Linked DNA regions of Mus musculus: region 2 is linked to region 1. A link is a contact called in public HiChIP or PLAC-seq data. All regions are on one chromosome and are shown on one strand. Each heading gives the region's core, a stretch centred on a gene start, on an enhancer-like site or on the middle of the called end of the contact. The rest is flanking DNA. Distances are from core to core; before and after follow the strand shown.

Region 1 (4,870 bases), core at 806-3,305:
AGAACATAACAGCTTGCACTGACTTGAAGCCTGGATAGGAATATCTGGGGCTCCCCATCCATTTCATAAATGTGTCTCGGGGATAAAAATTAGCTGCTTAATGTGAAAGGCTTTGAAAAGACTGCAGTTGCAAGTCCTTCACAGTTCACTTGCTGTAGACGCATCCGGTCTGGAACCAAAGCTTAGTGTTTGGTTTCAGAGCTGGGGTCAAGGGGCTGAGGCACATATTTTACCAAAGTAGACCTGGCCTCCAGGTTCTCTCAGCATCCCTCAGTCCCTACCTGGTATACCCTGCCCTCAACCTTGAACTTTCCAGTCCAGGGGCTTAGCTGCCCTTTTCCCATAGGCTCATCCCTATATAATCCAGACATTTTGGTCTCTCTTCTTCTCTCTCTGAGCTAGAGCCCTTTCTCTCTTCTTTCTCTTTCCTCCTCTCCCCACCCATGAAACTCCCCTGGCCTCCATCCTTGGGGTCAGTGAACTCGCCTGAGAGCAGCTCCCCAACAAACCTGCCTTTAAAATCATCTAATCTGGCTTGAATTGGCTCATTTCTATGGCAGAGAAAGAGCCAATCACCTAGACCCTGTAGTCAGGCTACCTCACTATGCTACGCTACGCAAATGGCATTTATGTGGCCCCTGCTTCACGATGCTATCGGAGAACTGGGGAGTCACAGGCGTGGTGTTCCCAGCAGGGATCAGTACATATAAGGCATTATTGTTATTGTTGGTGTATGCTTTATTGTCTCCCTGGCCTGTTCAAAGGCTCATTGCACAGTCATGCGAAGCTGTTTGGCCCCCACTCTATGACTAAGGACCCTGAGAGGTAGGGAGGACAAGGACATGCCTTTTGGCACCGCTTTCTCTCTGACCAGCCCTGGGTAGGACTACGGCTCCTAATCCAGGGCTCCATTTCCAAGGTTGAGCTATGGACCCCTAATCTAGTACTCTATCTCCAGGGTTTGTGTTCTAGGAGGGTCAGGGCTCAGTGAAGAGCTGCAGCAAGGTGCACAGAGAAATGTAGATGCCCTTAGGGGTCGGTGTGCGCCTTGTGCTTCAGGGAAGAGAGAGGCGAACACACCCCAGGCCTTCATCTCTGTTGGGGTCCTGGAGTGACTGAAGCTTGTCGCTGTCAGCCTTCCTTGACACCTCTGTCTCCTCAGGTGCCTGGCTCCCAGTCCCCAGAACGCCTCTCCTGTACCTTGCTTCCTAGCTGGGCCTTTCCTTCTCCTCTATAAATACCAGCTCTGGTATTTCGCCTTGGCAGCTGTTGCTGCTAGGGAGACGGCTGGCTTGACATGCATCTCCTGACAAAACACAAACCCGTGGTGTGAGTGGGTGTGGGCGGTGTGAGTAGGGGGATGAATCAGAGAGGGGGCGAGGGAGACAGGGGCGCAGGAGTCAGGCAAAGGCGATGCGGGGGTGCGACTACACGCAGTTGGAAACAGTCGTCAGAAGATTCTGGAAACTATCTTGCTGGCTATAAACTTGAGGGAAGCAGAAGGCCAACATTCCTCCCAAGGGAAACTGAGGCTCAGAGTTAAAACCCAGGTATCAGTGATATGCATGTGCCCCGGCCAGGGTCACTCTCTGACTAACCGGTACCTACCCTACAGGCCTACCTAGAGACTCTTTTGAAAGGATGGTAGAGACCTGTCCGGGCTTTGCCCACAGTCGTTGGAAACCTCAGCATTTTCTAGGCAACTTGTGCGAATAAAACACTTCGGGGGTCCTTCTTGTTCATTCCAATAACCTAAAACCTCTCCTCGGAGAAAATAGGGGGCCTCAAACAAACGAAATTCTCTAGCCCGCTTTCCCCAGGATAAGGCAGGCATCCAAATGGAAAAAAAGGGGCCGGCCGGGGGTCTCCTGTCAGCTCCTTGCCCTGTGAAACCCAGCAGGCCTGCCTGTCTTCTGTCCTCTTGGGGCTGTCCAGGGGCGCAGGCCTCTTGCGGGGGAGCTGGCCTCCCCGCCCCCTCGCCTGTGGCCGCCCTTTTCCTGGCAGGACAGAGGGATCCTGCAGCTGTCAGGGGAGGGGCGCCGGGGGGTGATGTCAGGAGGGCTACAAATAGTGCAGACAGCTAAGGGGCTCCGTCACCCATCTTCACATCCACTCCAGCCGGCTGCCCGCCCGCTGCCTCCTCTGTGCGTCCGCCCAGCCAGCCTCGTCCACGCCGCCACCATGAGCCAGGCCTACTCGTCCAGCCAGCGCGTGTCCTCCTACCGCCGCACCTTCGGCGGCGCCCCGGGCTTCTCTCTGGGCTCCCCGCTGAGCTCTCCCGTGTTCCCTCGAGCAGGCTTCGGTACCAAGGGCTCCTCGAGTTCAATGACATCCCGCGTGTACCAGGTGTCGCGCACGTCGGGCGGGGCTGGAGGCTTGGGGTCGCTGCGGTCTAGCCGGCTGGGGACCACCCGAGCGCCATCCTATGGCGCGGGCGAGCTGCTGGACTTCTCCCTGGCCGACGCTGTGAACCAGGAGTTCCTGGCCACGCGCACCAACGAGAAGGTGGAGCTGCAAGAGCTCAATGACCGCTTCGCCAACTACATCGAGAAGGTGCGCTTCTTGGAGCAGCAGAACGCCGCGCTCGCCGCCGAGGTCAACCGGCTCAAGGGCCGCGAACCGACTCGGGTCGCCGAGCTCTACGAGGAGGAGATGCGCGAGCTGCGGCGCCAGGTGGAGGTGCTCACCAACCAGCGCGCCCGGGTCGACGTGGAGCGTGACAACCTGATAGACGACCTGCAGAGGCTCAAGGCCAAGTGAGGGCCTCCCAGATCTTTCCCCTCACCCCCGTCCCCAGCAGCCCCCCTCCCCCTCGCCTGAGACCCTCCCTCCTCAGCCCATGTTTGGAAAAGGTCATTCCCCGGTGTTCGCTAAGTAGAGATCTTTCCTGGCCCCTTCTATGTAACACTGGAGTAGTAGTCTTGGGAAGGTAGACAGAAGAAATGGGGGAAATGGGGGAAATGGGGGAACCTTGCCTAGTGCACGGTGGGCAGCTGCCTGTGAAAGGATGCTAAGTTGCTAGAGTGATGATGACCATAGTCAAGGAAAGGGTCAGAGCACGTTCTGAGGGAGAAGCGAGGCTGATGAGAGCCTGGAAGGATGGATGGGCTGGGAAGAGCAGGAGGGAAGCCAGGCAGTAGTTTTAAGCTTAGCTGTGATGAGGCCCAAGGGAGGGGCGGGGATGGGGGTGGGGTGGGGGCTAGGCCCCTGGGCCTAGCTGAGGTAATGTTATTGCACTTGGTAAATGGACAGGTTTGAGTAAAGGGGACAGTGGATAAAGGCTGTGACCCATTCCACCACGATCCAGTAAAAGAGGCTGAATAATCCGGATATGGGGGCACCCCCTGTAATTCCAGCACTAGGGAGGATGATACAGAACTGCCATGAGTTCTAGGCAAGCCTAGGATACGGAGCAAATACAAGGCCAACCGGGCCTACTTAGCAAGATTTGTTTTAGAAAATTAAAAAAGTTTATTTAAACAAACAAACAAACAAAAACAGAAAAGACTCCGTACATCATGACGGTCCTGTTTCTGTTTACCCAGATGAGCAGTGTCACCTTCTTGCCACCAAAGTCACAGACATTTATTTAGCTCCTACATGGGTCAGGCTAAGCCTGGGAACACAGAGGTGGATAAAATAAAACAGAGTTCCTAACCCCGGGGAGGTCAGACTATCTGGGACACAAGACTTCAAGGGAGTGGCTCCAGGGTTGAGACAGAGCCACTTCCTGCTCCACCCCCCCGTAGGCGGGGCTTCTGCTGCTTTTTTTTTTTTTCCCCCTGGGCCTCTTGTTCTACCCAACCACCAAGACATGTCCCTGTGTCCTGAGCTGGCTCCCTGATAGGTCCCCAGTCAGTAGTTCTCTACAGCTGGCTTTGTCCCTCACTATTTGTCTGTCTGTTTGTCTGCCCTGGCTAGACTACAGGAGGAAATCCAACTAAGAGAAGAAGCAGAGAACAACTTGGCTGCCTTCCGAGCGGTGAGCCCTCTTTGGTCCCCAGCGGTCACCTCTCCTCTCTCTGGTCCCCACTTGAGCTGTTCCTGACCCTGACGTTGTATTTCCCTCGGGCCAGGATGTGGATGCAGCCACTCTAGCTCGTATTGACCTGGAGCGCAGAATCGAATCCCTCAACGAGGAGATCGCGTTCCTTAAGAAAGTGCATGAAGAGGTACTGGGAGCCCTTGGGTGATGGTGAAGGCAACTAGAAGAGGGGCGTGGCATGGGAGTGAGGGTGGTCGTGGGGATAACTCTGAAATGGGATGTGTGTGTGAAGGTGCTTTGGGAGGGTCCAGAAGGGGACTGAAGCCCCCGCTGTGCCCTGCAGGAGATCCGTGAGCTTCAGGCCCAGCTTCAGGAACAGCAGGTCCAGGTGGAGATGGACATGTCCAAGCCGGACCTCACAGCTGCCCTCAGGGACATCCGGGCTCAGTATGAGACCATCGCGGCTAAGAACATCTCTGAGGCTGAAGAATGGTACAAGTCCAAGGTGGGTGGTCTAGCCTAGGAACTCAGGCACCTGTCCTCCTCTATCTCCATGTGAAATGCTTCCTGTACTTGCATCTATGGAGCAGGGTGAATGTAGAGTCTCCATACTCCCTTGCCTATGCTGCATCCCGCTTCTCTCCCTCTCAGAGACCCTCTCTCTGCCCTCAGGTTTCAGACTTGACTCAGGCAGCCAATAAGAACAACGATGCGCTGCGCCAAGCCAAGCAGGAGATGATGGAATACCGACACCAGATCCAGTCCTACACCTGCGAGATTGATGCCCTCAAGGGCACCGTGAGTCCCTCCCCATCCCCACAACCTCAGCTTCTTTCTGCCTGCTACTTAGCTCATACCTTCATCCTGTGACACTTTGAGCCCAGT
Region 2 (4,870 bases), core at 905-3,404, 33 kb after region 1:
GAGCTGACGTGCTACTTAAGTGTATCATCACCGCCAACCCCCCACCCCAAGGTGAGCTACAGGGAGGGCTGGAGGCTGGCGGGTTGTGGTGGCAAGCATGTGGTGTGGGGACAGGATAGGTCTCCTGGAATCCTCTTGTGGGGAAGGGGAGAATTGTCCGTCCATGGGGCTGCTCTGGCTCTGGTGTATTCTGGAAGATTGTCCCCTACCTCCCCAGCTCAGAAGTGTGGTGGCCGAGCTTCTGGAGTGAGGGCAGGTTCCTCAAAATTCCCCCAAGGGAAGATGACTGAAGATGTACTTTGTTGGCAGGGTGCTTGCCTAGCATACACAAGGTTCTGAGTTTGCCCTACAGTACTGCGTGATACGGTGGAGCATCCTTGATACCAGCTACACAGTGAGCCTGGGCTACATAAAACCCTGTCTCACTTAAAAAATTATTTTAAAAAAGTATTGAAGCCAGGCAGTGGTGGTGCACACCTTTAATCCCAGAACTTGGGAGGCAGAGGCAGGCAGATTTCTGAGTTCGAGGCCAGCCTGGTCTACAGAGCGAGTTCCAGGACAGTCAGAACTACACAGAGAAACACTGTCTTGAAAGAATAAGCTATGTTCCTGTGGAGTGGGGGTAAGGATGAGAGCTCCCAGAAGTCCCTTTGTGGCCATAGCAAGCTGGTTCTTCCTCCTTCCCCACAGTGTCCTGGAAAAAGGATGGGTCCATGTTGCACAGCGAGGGTCGTCTTCTCATCCGGGCTGAAGGTGAACGGCACACACTGCTGCTCAGAGAGGCCCAGGCTGCCGATGCTGGGAGCTACACAGCCACTGCCACCAACGAACTGGGCCAAGCTACCTGTGCTTCTTCACTGGCTGTGAGACCTGGTAGGGAGCCTTCTGGAGTAGGTCCTGGTTGGGGTGGGCTGTGGATTCTTCCTGGTCAATGTGAAAGTATGGGTTCCGAGTCTTGGCTTCCCAGTGTGCACAATCTTCCTTTGTTCTGGGTCCGACTCTCGGGAGGAAGCAGTTTGAGTGATCCTAGTCTCAGGACAGGGGTACGCTCATCCAGAAAAATCCATGACATTGGCCAAACTCATCTTTGAACATCCTAAAGAGCAGTGATTCTCTGCCTTCCTGATGTTGCCACCCTTTAATACACCTCATGATGTGATGACGCTGCCGATATTATTTTTGTTGCCACTTCATAACTGTAATTTGCTACTGTGATGAATCATAATGTAAATAGCTGTGCTCTCTGGTGGTCAAACGGGAGCCCTGTAAAAGAGTCATTTAGACCCCAAAGGAGCTGAGACACACAGGTTGAGAACCACTGCTATAATGATCTCTCCGAACAGGGTTTGGTGGAAAGGCCAATTGTCTTTGAGTCTATGAGAAAAACAATGATTCATTTCAAAGGATTTAAGAGGCACCAAGAGCTTCTGAGATCCATTTCTTCCCAGAACAAGAAGAAAATAGAAAGTAACAAAGAATCCAAGTGCCCCCACCGTACAGAGGCAGCAGAGAGAATACACTCAGTGTCTCAGTGTCAGCCGTGCTGAGGTTGTCCTGTCTGTTCTTTGCCCTCACTTGGTACCAGACTACTTACTCCTTTGAGTTGCAGCCCAGTGTCTCTCAGGTTCAGGCAGGGCTAGAGCAGAATCTATGAGCATGGCAGTTCTGCTCATTTAGGTGGTTCCGTCTAACAATGTGCTGATCTTGGGGTGGTGGGGTGGGAATGGACAGGGTGTTGAAGCAGGAAAAGATAATGGTGAAACCCACAGATGTTCCCAAATGGATGTTTCCAGTGGGTGTCCAAAGTCTCTGGAAGCCAGAGCTCAGAGAACAGTGTTCTGGGATGCATCAGGGCCCTGGAGGAGGCTGGGAGTCAGTATGTCCCGTGCTCTGCCTTTCTTTCATTCAGTGTTGCAGAGACAAGCTCGGAGCCCAAGCATGCACATGCCAGAGCTTCAGCCCTTAACACATTCCCAGTTTGGGAGTTCTTGGTGGGCTCTGGTATCAGCCTTTGGGCTGTGTCAGCTCCTTTGGTGGCATGTCTGGCTTGTGATCTTTGTCCTTCATTCCACATCCCTCCCTGGAGCTGTCTGAGGCTCTCTTCTCACACTCCCACTACGCTGAATCATGCCCACCCGTCCACTTCCTGCCTCCATCCTTCCATCATCTCTGGGATCTGGCCTCTGACTCAGCTCCCAGCTCTCCTAGGGGCCCCAGGCCTGGCTCCAGAACTCCAGTCAATACCTGGCTTGGGCTGAGAGCTGGCAAGGGGCGGGGTATGAGGTGCCCCAAATCCTGGCTGGTGGCCACCTGGGAGCCATTTAAGGTTTGGAAAGCAGCTTGGGGCACGGCAGCTGTCAGCACTTGACTGGGAGTTCTGTGCTTGCCACGTTGAACCTCCCGAGCTTCGGTTCCCTCATTTGTAAACCAGAGATAATTATACCGTCCTCACGGATGGAAGCAAATGTGCGAATGAGCGTTATGAACTGTAAAGCTGTAGACAAATGTTAGTTGTTAGCGTTTGAGGGTGCTGCCGTGCACACGAGCTCGGCTTTCCTTGAGGATCTGGAAAGAGCTATGTCCTTCCCTGCCCTTCTTTTCATACTCTCTGTGCCTTGGGGATTCCACTCCTGTTCTTCCAGAGCCCTCCATCTAGACCCTCTGTGCCCTCCAGGCCCTGGGTCCTCATCTCATCACGGCATCTCTGTGCCTGCTTTGTTCTGGGCAGCCAGAAAATGTTCATTATGACAGGCTATACCAAGCATCACAGCAGGCCCCATAAGTCAGACTGGCTCCAGGGCCCAAGAGGCTGGCTGGCAGGTCCAGACTCTGCACTGGTTGTGGAGCAAGCTGACTTTCTTACCCTACAAGGCACTGTTTGGTCTAGAGTGGTTGGATGGAGGCCACAGGGCCCAGGGAGTAGCTGGAGAAGGCAGAACCAGTGGTGGCAAAGACTTTGGCAATAGAGAGGGTCCCCGACCAGGTGTCCATCAGTTGTGATGATGGGGTTGTCCAGCTGTGGGGGTACAGGGAGTACGTGGAGGGAAATGGCACTGTCTTGTGGGAAGAGAACTCTATTGAGCTACTGACTGCCTCCCGACCCTTACACCCAGGGCCATGGAAACCAGTCTGGGTGCTGGGTGCTCAGTGTGCTTCAGGGGTAGCCACCCCATCAGGGCCTGCTTTGGAAAACCCACAGGTGTCAATTCTTGGTTGGGAATAACAGTAACCAGGACCAGGCAACTAGAGAATTCAGCCATTGGCCTAGGAAGGCAGCCTTGCCCTAACCCTGAGTCAGTCTCACTCACTGAATAACCCTAAGTGGGGGATAGACAGAGGGGGGTCTCTGGAGTGTGATGTGAGTGACTAACCCAAGTGAAGCTTCTGATAGCTGCCATATCTGTCCCACAAGCCTCCGTTGAGTACCTACTAATGCCAGGCACCCTGTCTTTGAACGTTTGCTTCTGTTTAGAGTGCCATGTACCTTTTTCGTTGTTGTTGTTGTTCCCAAATCTTTTCATGTCTCTTTCCTCAGGCTCTAGTGAGTCCTGTATGTGTTCGTGGTGTGTGCATCTGGATGGATAGAGATATAGATGTGTGTTGCCCGTGCATGTGATACTCCTATTTTTCAGATATGATTTGTAGCCAGGCCAGGCGCTCAGCCTGGGAATCTGCCTGCGAATGCTATTAGCAATAAGTGATATAGTAATGGAAATTGCTTATTCAAGTAACAAATTAGTTTGAGTCTGGGATAAAAGTAACAGCTTTTTGGTGTTTGCTGAGTCCGTCCTATGGTAACATTTGAACCAGCTCTCACCTAAGTAACATTTAACCAACTCTCTGAAGTAGCTTCTGTCATTGTGCCCCTGTCACTCACTAATGCGGTAATGGAGACTAGGGAGTGTTAGCAAAGTGTTCCAGGGCACATCGCTGACCACCACACCTTCACATGACCAGGGAAGTGTTCTGTGTCTGTACTGCACCTCGTGGTACACCAGTCACATCCAGCATCCAGCATTTAAAGTGTGGATAGTCCCATTAGGAGCTTCAGTGTTTGCGCAATGTCACTTTATCTGTCGTACTTGTTAATGGTCTCAGCTGCTAGTTTCCCTCATCTCAGTTAGGATGTTGAGCTAGGGCTGAGCATCCCTAACCACTGCACTGCACAGTCTCCTTCCCTGCTACTCTGAAGACACTGGGGCTAAGGTATTCCCTGAGATTGTGAGGAGTGCATTGCCCAGGCCTCTATGAGTAGCCAGATTTGGGGAGGAGTCTCTGTCTCCTCTCCTGATTCTCCATCTCTGTCCTGTGTTGCCCTAGTCCTGTTTCCTGATGCTCTTGGGTCCTTTCCACTGTAAACTCTGACAGGAGGCAGAGGAGGGAGGCTCAGAGTGCTTCATCATCCATCCCATTGCCTGCTTGCCTCACGTGTTTGATTGAACAGAGCCATGGCCTTGCACTATGCCTTAAAACTGTCCTCATTTCCTTTTCCTTTTTGTCCTCTCTCTCTCTCTCTCTCTCTCTCTCTCTCTCTCTCATTCTTCTTCCTCCTCTTCCTTCTTTTGGTCTATCATGTAAGCATCACCTTAATAAATGAGTGATGTACTCAGTAAGATTAGCGAGGTTCTAAGAGGATGGAGAATTGCCCTTCAAAATTTGGGCCAGGAGAGTGCATTCATCATGACTTATCTTAGTCTTATATTTAAGATTTCCATTATCTTGTTAGGAAAGAGACTATTTATTGGGCAATGTGAATGCAAAAGGTAAAGAAGAAAAATGTGCCACCAACCTCTACCCTCTTCTCTTGGCCTGGGTCCTAGGCCACCAAATGCATGGTTTCAGGTTCCTCCTTAGCAAAGACAGTGACCAC

Evidence for each region. HiChIP or PLAC-seq counts read pairs in DNA pulled down with a chosen protein or histone mark.
Region 2: a contact with region 1 is called in an H3K27ac HiChIP or PLAC-seq map of embryonic fibroblasts, with 21 read pairs. The contact joins the enhancer-like site here to the promoter of Des in region 1. A contact is called at or near these places in 2 of 39 promoter capture datasets (embryonic stem cells and neural stem cells), 1 of 15 datasets of contacts at CTCF or cohesin (the NIH/3T3 cell line), 11 of 484 Hi-C or Micro-C datasets (the AML12 cell line, the HL-1 cell line, the N1E-115 cell line and 5 more), 7 of 115 datasets of contacts at active chromatin or transcription factors (bone marrow-derived macrophages, cardiomyocytes, embryonic fibroblasts and 3 more) and 3 of 9 other capture datasets (adipose tissue, liver and pancreatic islet).

The regions. Positions count from the first base shown.
Region 1 is chr1:75,358,237-75,363,106 of GRCm38.p6, forward strand. Des (desmin) reads left to right here and starts at 2,056. Exons shown (of 9, transcript NM_010043.2): 1 at 2,056-2,756; 2 at 3,922-3,982; 3 at 4,077-4,172; 4 at 4,329-4,490; 5 at 4,658-4,783. The coding sequence starts at 2,182. RefSeq lists cis regulatory regions at 1-2,704, 1-2,167, 1,120-2,288, 1,563-1,729, an enhancer at 1,119-1,518, silencers at 1,518-1,563, 1,730-2,017 and a promoter at 2,018-2,098.
Region 2 is chr1:75,391,072-75,395,941 of GRCm38.p6, forward strand. It overlaps Speg (SPEG complex locus), which reads left to right. Exons shown (of 41, transcript NM_007463.4): 5 at 1-51; 6 at 691-873. Among named protein-coding and RNA genes, the nearest start is that of Speg, 18 kb to the left of the region's middle. Within about 2 kb of position 2,155, at least 88 of the 459 cell types and tissues checked have an H3K27ac peak or open chromatin away from gene starts, as enhancers often do. A contact at or near this core is called in the HL-1 cell line, the N1E-115 cell line, the NIH/3T3 cell line and 8 more, where this site is marked.